Linked DNA regions of Mus musculus: region 2 is linked to region 1. A link is a contact called in public Hi-C data. All regions are on one chromosome and are shown on one strand. Each heading gives the region's core, a stretch centred on a gene start, on an enhancer-like site or on the middle of the called end of the contact. The rest is flanking DNA. Distances are from core to core; before and after follow the strand shown. Region 1 has its middle 43 kb from the start of Gm25215. Region 2 overlaps Epc2 (enhancer of polycomb homolog 2).

Region 1 (4,445 bases), core at 521-3,020:
GGTAATCTTTACTCCAAAGAGTATTGCTTTAAATCTTCCCCCACAAAGCCCATGGTAGATGCCTGTGGAACCAGAGCTAACCTGTTCACTTTGTTCGTCACACAGATTGGGCCATCAACATTTTCTCCTACACTGCTCTTCTTTGGGAAAGCACAAAGTGAAGATGAAAGACACGTGGAAGAGGAAATTGGCACTTGATGGATTGAATATATAGTCACTTATTTATTACACTTCTTAGAATTTGGTATAATTGCTTTGACTTTTGCAAGCTGGGAGAAGAGATTTCACTAGATAATGCTCTCAAGTGATGGTTACCATACTGTGTGTGAAAGTGAAGGTTCTAAACAAAATACGTTAAAAAAAAAATAGTTCCAAAGAACTGAATGGGATCTGGAGACCAGTCCCTGGTGGGAGGAGGCTGGGAAGCTGGCAAGTATTCCTTGGCCAGACCTTAAGTCAAACTCTTTGCTCCTAGGACTGGGAAAAGATCAAGTCCATGTGCAGTTCAAAGCCTATAGATGCCTGCGGAGCTTTTCTGGGCAGAGATTTCCAGGGTGAGGATTGGTGGGATTTCAAGTCCTGAGCTTGGGGAGCTCAGGGATTGGTGGGTTTCTGTAGAAAGTTTAGGGATTGGTGGCCTTTTTTCCATCCTCCTTTCCCTGCATTGGGCCCATGGGTCAGGAAGGGAGGACCTTCCTGGGCACAGGCAGCCTTAGCTGAGGCAGAGGAGCCGCTGTGGGAGGATGGAGAAGAGGTGGCCCCTGCTTTGACAGTTCCTGTGGCGGTACCTCACGGCCCGTCCTGGACAACGCTTTTATGTGTACCATCTGCTTCTCATAAAACCCACAAAGGAGGAAGGGCAAATAGTAGTATGCAGGTTCAGACTAAGAGCAGGAGGCGTCCAAGCAGATCCCATGCTACTGGTGAATGGCAGTGCTTAGCATCAGCTCTTCAGGTCCTGGCTTAGCATCAGCTCTTCAGGTCCTGGCTCAATTCATGTTACTCTGGGCTTGACTAAAAGAGCTATAGAAGAAACTTATTTTTTAAATAAAAGTATCAGGCTTCATCTATCTCCTACTGGGGAAGTCATGTTCCTACTTTTTGGTTGCTAGAGCCAGAGTGGAACAAGAGGGACCAGGAGGACTCTTGTCAGAGCGGAGGTAAGAAGCACGAAAGCATTTTGTGTTTATCTGAGTGGTACAGGGGTTCCAAGCTGGCTTGTTTGTTTGATGCTGAGTATTCTAAGGGACCATAATATCATTGTAAATATGTAAACCCTGTGCATAGATGGGTCTGTGTTTCTCCCAAACAGCAATATTTTTTTAGCAATCGTTATTTCTATGAAAATGCAAAATCTTCTTTGATACATGACCAAGGGATGTCTCCAACCTCCCACCTCCTTCTTCACCCCACCCCTCTGAGAAGTAAGAGCCTTTTGTTCTTCTACCTATAGATGAGGGCCATTACAGAGGTGGAGATCTCAGGCTTGGACTGAATAGCCCTTGATGAAGGGGATTTGGCCCAGGCCAGAGAGGCAACATGAATTTAGAGGCAAGTTCTTAGGAAAGGGGAGGAAACACCAGGGCCTGCTTCCTGGAAGTCCTTCCTAGAGCTCAGACTGTGCTGGGCCTACCCAGCTGCTGCTGCTTCTATTTCTGCTGTGTGGGACAATGGCGTTGGCATCAGAAACTGCTTTGCGGTCACCAGTTGCCTCTGAATCCAATGTTGACATCACCCCTAGGTGACAAGGACCCTCTTGTGTATGTTGCCATGGCAACCGCCACACACTCCCAGCGTGCTCCTCACCTGTGTGACTCACCTGTGTGCGGTGAAGCATGTGACTACGTCACAGCCCAAATAAAAGGCAGAGACCCCCAACTCCTCGCCCCTTCTTTCCCTTCTTCTTCTCTTCCTCACTCCTCCCCCACCCCCAATAAACCTCTTCTCGTGGGACTGTGCTGGCTTGGTGTGATCTGTCCGGATATGAGCCGCCTTCTAACACAACATTTGGTGCCTTGACTCGGGGATTGCTAGTAACCACCCAGGTTTGCCACCAACTCTAAGCCAAGTGTTTCTCTGCTAATGCTAATGCAACCTGTCAAAGTCACTGAACAGTTAAGGTTTTTGGTGTATCCCTGCCTTGGTAAATGAGTTTTGCTACTGTCATTAGATTCTAGTGTACTCTCTTGTCTAACTCAGATATGACCAGTAGATACTGTTCTCAATCTTGTCAGAAGTCTGCCAATTATGAACATTTCAGCTTATGACAGACAGAACCTCCCAAAGCCTAACAAAAGATCTCAGAGGATAATGGACATAGCTACAAGAGACTGCCTGGATTGTGGTATGATAACCACCGAGTAACACTGTGGGCAAAACTGGATATCCTAAGAGTCAAATGCCTCATATTGCCTTAAGTCAAGGTGGGTCGTTTCTCATTTCACATGTGTCTATTCCACGGGGGGGGGGGGGGGGGAGCTCTCCACATTCTGGGCTTGAAGTTGCTATGGAGACCACAGGGACCTGGGAACTGTTTAGGCAGTGGACTATAGATGAACTCTGTCATTTTTAATTAATACATGGCTCCTAGATTATAATTTATTCTTCCCCAGATTTCTGACCTCATTGACAGCTAAGCTAACAGTAGCTTGACAGTTAGAAAACAGACCTAGCTCCTTACTACTACACTAATAAACTTGTTCACTGGCTAAGACTGCCAGGTTTCTTACAGACTTCATGACAAATGATGCACAAGTTCAGATGTAAGCTTTCACAGGTGTAACCTGTCACTTCCTTACCTGAGCTCAGTTTCCAGCAACTAACTGCTTCATATTTCCTCTTCTTGCTATCCCATTGTCCTAACACTGACCAGCAGAGTTCTTAAGTATTGGCCTAACCCTAATAAGACATTCCACTATACGATCCAATGTATAATCACAAATTCAAAATTTAAGTTTTCTTTTTTTTCTTCTATTTTATTTTATTGATTTATTATATATTTTATTTATTTATTTATTTATTTATTATATTACAGTAAGTACTCTGTAGCTGTCTTCAGACACTCCAGAAGAGGGCCATCAGATTTCGTTACAGATGGTTGTGAGCCACCATATGGTTGCTGGGGTTTGAACTCAGGACCTTTGGAAGAGCAGTTGGTGCTCTTAACCACTGAGCCATCTCGCCAGCCCCCAAATTTTAAGTTTTCTTGATTGTCTTTTAACTAAGTGTAAAGTGTTTCATGCTGAATCTATAATATAAGCTATCATACTCAAATATAAGTTTCATTTGATTGTACTTTAACTATAGACTTAAGGTGTTTCTCTTATGATCAACTATATTCACAAGGTCAAGGTTTTGAATATTCTTTGTCTCTAAATTATAAACTTAAAATTGTTTCTCATTATGTATATTCAGTTTCCTAGACAGAAGGAAAAAGCCCTTCTTGTTCCTTCTGCTCCACGAAAGGCTTAAGGTTCCCCATAAGCTCATCTTAAAGACTGTTCATATTGTTAACTCATGTTCTTATCTCCTCTGTAAACTCATAAGCTACAGGAAACCCACTCAGTTCTACCTCTCATGGACCAAACAGACTCCAGATAAGTACATCTGCTAGTCAATAGCCTAAAGTTCCCACTTCCTACCTATTTCAGGGGGAGAGATTCCTCTCCCTGGAATTGAGACTCACCCCCAACCACCAAGACCTAAGGGTTTCAATTTTTTTTCTCCCAAACACACTTAACTTTATTCTCTACCTATAATGTGTGTGTGTGTGTGTGTGTGTGTGTGTGTGTGTGTGTGTGTGTGTGTGTGTGTGTTGTTAAGTCCAGGCACTTACTACATCCAGGACAGCTCAAGAGAAGCAACCCCCAGATGCTCCAGTCTTCTCTCACAGACACTTCTATTGGACCCATTCCTTCTGATCTATCCACAGATGGTTGCACAGACCCTGCACACCAAGGAAACAGCCAATTCTCCTAAGACTGGACCAATGTTCCCATACCCATTTTCCTAGGTTTCCTAGAGACACATTGCCCCCAAATCAGCAGGAAGTAGCTAAAGATCGCAACAAGCACATTCCTGTTCCACCATCACCTCTTTCTAATTTTTTTTTCTGTTTTAATTAAACCAAAACACGGGAATGTTAGCATTTTGTCTAGGTTCTGCTGCCCCACAGCTACCTGGCAACAGCCAGCTGTGCCTGACTCGATATAAAAGGGGCTGCTTGCCCCCCCTCTACTCCTTCTTGCTTTCTTGCTTTCCCTCTGTCTTCTTGCCCCCTCCTCTTCTCTCCCCGTTCCTCTCCCCCTCTCTCTCTTCACATGCCCATGGCTGGCCTCTACTTCTTTATTCCTCTACTTCCCTGCTCTTTCTTTCTGCCTTTCTCTGCCTCTACTACCCTCTCAACTCCCCTCCCCATGCCCTGAATAAACTCTATTCTATACTAT
Region 2 (4,445 bases), core at 1,425-3,924, 190 kb before region 1:
TTGCTCTTGCAGAGGACCCAGGTTTGATTGATTTCCAGCATCCAGATAATGGCTTGCATCTATCTGTAACTCCAGTCTCAGGGATCTGATGTATTCTGCTGGTATCCTTGGGTAGCAGGTATGTACACAACGCACACACACATGCATGCATGCTAAACACTCGGACACATAAAATAATAAATATAAAACATTTTTAGTAAGTTTAATAATTTTAATAAAATTTCCTCTGTGTATCTCTGGCTGTCCTGGAAATTGCTCTGTAGATCAGGCTGGCCTTGAACTCTGAGATCTTCTGCTTCCCTAGTGCTGGGATTAAAGGCATGTACCACTACCACCTAGCTTATTTAAATAAAAAAAATTTAAAACATGATGAGACTGACTGAAGTGTTTAAAATCAGTCAATTTGACTTTTTTATGCTTTCTTTTTTTACAACTCTGGTTGGCATTTAAGGATGCTACTAGGCAAAGAGCTTTTTTGTAGCAAGCAAATCCTCAAGCTTTTGAAAAATCAAGTCTGTCAAAAGATATAGTTGAGCAGCACAAAGTCAAAAGGGCTTCTCTTGATTCAGGACAGCTAGAGCACAGCTCAGGAACAGTACCCACTCGTGCACACACCTGGCTATGCTGCTGATGGCACTGCTGGGAGTAACCTTTGGCACTCTGTCCATGCTGGCAGCAACTGTGGCAAGTTTTAAGGCTGTTGGCGATGGTGCTGAAGTCCGTGTATTGATATGCACATTGACAGGAGAAACAACACTGACGTTATTGAGGTGCACTGCATTGGTCAGGCAGGAATTGTTCATGGGAAGTGTCTGAGGACTGCTTGTGCACAACGCTGGGATCAAGTGGTTTGTAGTAGTGTGGCCAACTGTCCTTACAAGCTGTACAGCTGAAATCCCTGGGCTGGATGATAAAGCCATATTGGTGGAATATAATGTTTTAGAGGGTCCTGCAGAAGAGGGAACAATCACTCAATTAGTGTGATGAGACAATAAAAAAAAGTTTAAAAAAATCAGGAACTCAGTAATAAAATAAATGTACTCATATTCTAATTAAATAAATATGAAGCTAACTTTCTATATCACAGTCATATAAGGAGATTTCCAAAGCATTTTGCTCCCTCTGTATGTGGCATTTGCTCCCTCTGTATGTGGCAACTCTGGAGATAAATACAACAGGACAGATGAAAATGATAGCTGTGTTTTCCTAAGGATTTATAGGCACACAGGATCAGCAAGGGCAGACTACAGAAAGGGGTAAAAAACAAAGTGATCCTGAGTACATATAAACAAACCCAGAGAAGTCTGAGCTTGGGAGCTGTGAGAGGACCAAGCAGCACGTCTTTGGGGTCGGGCAGTAAGCAGCAAGTGGCTTTCACAGCTGCAACGTATCAGAGGAGGAGTGGGGGGAAGTGTCTTTCTGCATGTGCACGTGGGATTGCAAACCCGACTTCAGACTTTTTAACAGACTGTGCTGTTTTTATTTCACTTTATAAACAATTTATAGATGATCCAATAGGGGTGGTTAACAATGAACTCAATGGCTTTCCTAACATGTGAGGCAACTGAGAGTCATGAATGGAATCAGAATGGATGGATAGGTAGATAGAAGGTACAGTGAGAATTCTGGGAAACACTCAGCTATTCATTTGTATCAGTCCAAGGCATTCTGAACAGCACTGTATACATTTCCCCTGTGTATATGAAAAAAATCAAACCCAACTTGATGAGTAGCAATTTTAAGTTAATAAGTATTACAGAAACCCGAGTTGTACCTGAAGGCTGGACAACACCATTCATATTGTTGTGGCCAGTGTTCTGTTCCTTGGATCCCTCACTGCGACTTGGAACAGGAGCACTGACCACTGCAGATGCAGCAAAGTGGGCGCTGGCTGAGTCAAGTGTTTTAGACATACAGTCAGAGGTGCTTGAGCCCTAAAAAACGGATAGCAGCACAGTTCAGTTTTCCACATCTATTTATCTATCTAATCACTCTCCATTTTTCTGCATGTGTTGGGGTGGGGGAATAACAGCATGTGTGTGTGTGGAGGTCAGAGGACAACTGTCAGGAGTTGGTTCTGTTCTTTCACAATGACAATTCCAGGGATCCAACTCAGGTAGTTAGACTTAGCAGCAAGTGCCTTTACCTGCTAGGCCACCCTGCCAGCACCCTATACTCTGTTTTGTTAGATGTGATTAATGATATTAAGAAATGTGTGGCACTCAAAAGGATATTGCCATTCTAATCAGACATAGTCATAATACGTTTTTAGATGAGAGATTTAAGACTTCAGAATTTTTTGGTATATGAAGCATGAAAATAACTAGAAACTAGAAAATAATTATTTCTGAAAAAGAACTATCAAACTGAAAAACCCATGCTCTATTAATCTTCTTACATAATAATAAATACTTTAGAAACTGCTTGATGAGTAGACACTGGATGACATGAAATCCCAGCCATGACTCATAACCAGTCTATCACAATGTAAATACCTAGACGGACTCAGCTTTGAAACAGTCTGCAAACACTTCAGGGTAGTTACCTGAAGAGATTCAAAAACACCAAGCCAAACGAAGTACAATGGCCACTCTTCCACGCTTCTGTGTAGAACTGGCTGGTACTAACATAGATAGCTGCAGGCTATAAGCCAAGTCCAGATCTACCAGTACTGTCACAGGGGTGTGGCTCATCAAGATTTCCATGGTGTCAACTCAAGACTTTAATGTAAAAGGACAGACTCTTGAGGATGAACTAAAGCATTGTTGGTAGACCTTGGTCTGAGAACTCAAAGTGTGTGACTGAATGGTGTTAGTCTTAGTTATTACAGAGATTCTTGCTCTTTAAAATTATGGACAACAAAATTTCAGACCTTAAATGTGAAGTTTATTTTGCCAATTCAACTTTGAGACTAAGTCCTTTTATTTTTGTTTTGCTTTCAATGGCCTAAAGCAACAGTACCGTGTTCTTGTACAGTTCTAGCAGCCACGGCCCACAAGGAGTCTCCCAAGGCTCATCTCAAGGTTTGCTTTTGCTGGGTTGGTTCCTGCAGTCTTTTACAGCATTTTCACTTTTATCACTTGTGTCTGTATTTATGGATGTCTAGGAACTTCTGGTGGCACGTGGCATTTCTTTTTCCCTTCAGGGAAATGTGATTCACACAGGCAAGGGGGCCTGTGAAGCTTAGATTTACCACATAATTTAACTGAATTCCTTCTCCTTCTAAGCTGTACTGACATAGGACTTAAGTATAAACATGAAGAGGTTAGAAAAGCCATATTCTTGAAAAAAAATGAGGGGGGTTTAAAAAATAGCTAATTATTTTATAAACTCTCAACAATCCTTCTAAAAACTAGTAATTCTTCCTAAACAAAAACTACCACATTTAGCTCTCAAATAACCAGACTAGTCTAGAAACTAGCTATTCAGAAATAGATAACTTAATAAAAGAAAATCTGGGTTAATTCTCAAACTCGGGGACAGAGGAGCAGAGTCACCTGTAGGAACGTGAGAAAGAGGACAGTGAAAGGTCACCTGTGCTTTTGGATGTGTCTGCTGTGAGGAATGCTGGGATTGTTGTTTCTGATGAAGCTGCGCAAGTTGCTGCCTTTGCATTTGAACTAGCTGCTGTTGATGTGTCTGAAACTGCTCTTCTGTGATGCCCCCTGTTACTGATAAAGGATAAAAGAGTATTAGAGTACTTGTAGTGACATAAGCAGAATACAACATAAGCCTGTAAAGATGGAATGCAAATACAAGCCACAACAGACATCTGCAAAGTAGAATCCCAATGGCGAATCTTTCTGAGTGCTCTATGTTCATGTCCACAGTCTCCTTTGTTCCTATGCAGTTTTTAACTGTATAACACGATGGAATTGAAATCTGTTTTTGAATTTTTGTGTGTTCTTTTAAAATGTTTATTTGTGTGTTTAGCATGTGTATGCGTATCACAATGTATGTACAGAAGTCAGAGGATAGAAGTCAGTCATCAGGCTTGGTGGCAAGTGTCTTTCTTTACTCACTGAGCCATCATGCTGGCCTCAGCTTTGCAGTCTTTCTTTAGGATGCCCATGGAATAACAGTAGTAATAATAATGATAAATATATGCATTTACTACTGTAGATATAAATAATAATCAAGTTACAGCCTTAATAAGAGACAAGTGACTTCTGCTGGTTTTTATGACACTTAAGTGAAAATATTTTCTGTTCTGATTCTAAATTGGAGTAGAAAACAATCACATTCAACAGCCATAAGCCCCAGTGTGAGCCAGTGTAGTCAATGTCTAAATAAATTCTATAAAGTAAGGGCTGGGAAGGAGATATTTTAAGAAAACTAGAGTTATAGTGGACCCTTCAGGTGCAACCAACAATGCTCTGAAGAGTGTACGAAGCTATGGGTTTTAAGTAAAAGCAATATCCCTGTTTTCTTAAGCTGACAGAAGG

The links. A called contact is a pair of places that touch in the nucleus more often than the background predicts.
Region 2: a Hi-C map of uterus shows a contact between it and region 1, with 2.9 times the contacts expected there. The contact joins two enhancer-like sites. A contact is called at or near these places in 8 of 484 Hi-C or Micro-C datasets (the C10 cell line, CD4 T cells, bone marrow-derived macrophages and 5 more), 1 of 115 datasets of contacts at active chromatin or transcription factors (embryonic stem cells) and 1 of 9 other capture datasets (embryonic stem cells).

What each region holds. Positions count from the first base shown.
Region 1 is chr2:49,353,371-49,357,815 of GRCm38.p6, reverse strand. No RefSeq gene overlaps it. Among named protein-coding and RNA genes, the nearest start is that of Gm25215, 43 kb to the left of the region's middle. Within about 2 kb of position 1,770, at least 5 of the 459 cell types and tissues checked have an H3K27ac peak or open chromatin away from gene starts, as enhancers often do.
Region 2 is chr2:49,544,935-49,549,379 of GRCm38.p6, reverse strand. Epc2 (enhancer of polycomb homolog 2) reads right to left here. Exons shown (of 14, transcript NM_172663.4): 11 at 3,535-3,671; 12 at 1,775-1,934; 13 at 616-949. Among named protein-coding and RNA genes, the nearest start is that of Kif5c, 72 kb to the left of the region's middle. Within about 2 kb of position 2,674, at least 10 of the 459 cell types and tissues checked have an H3K27ac peak or open chromatin away from gene starts, as enhancers often do.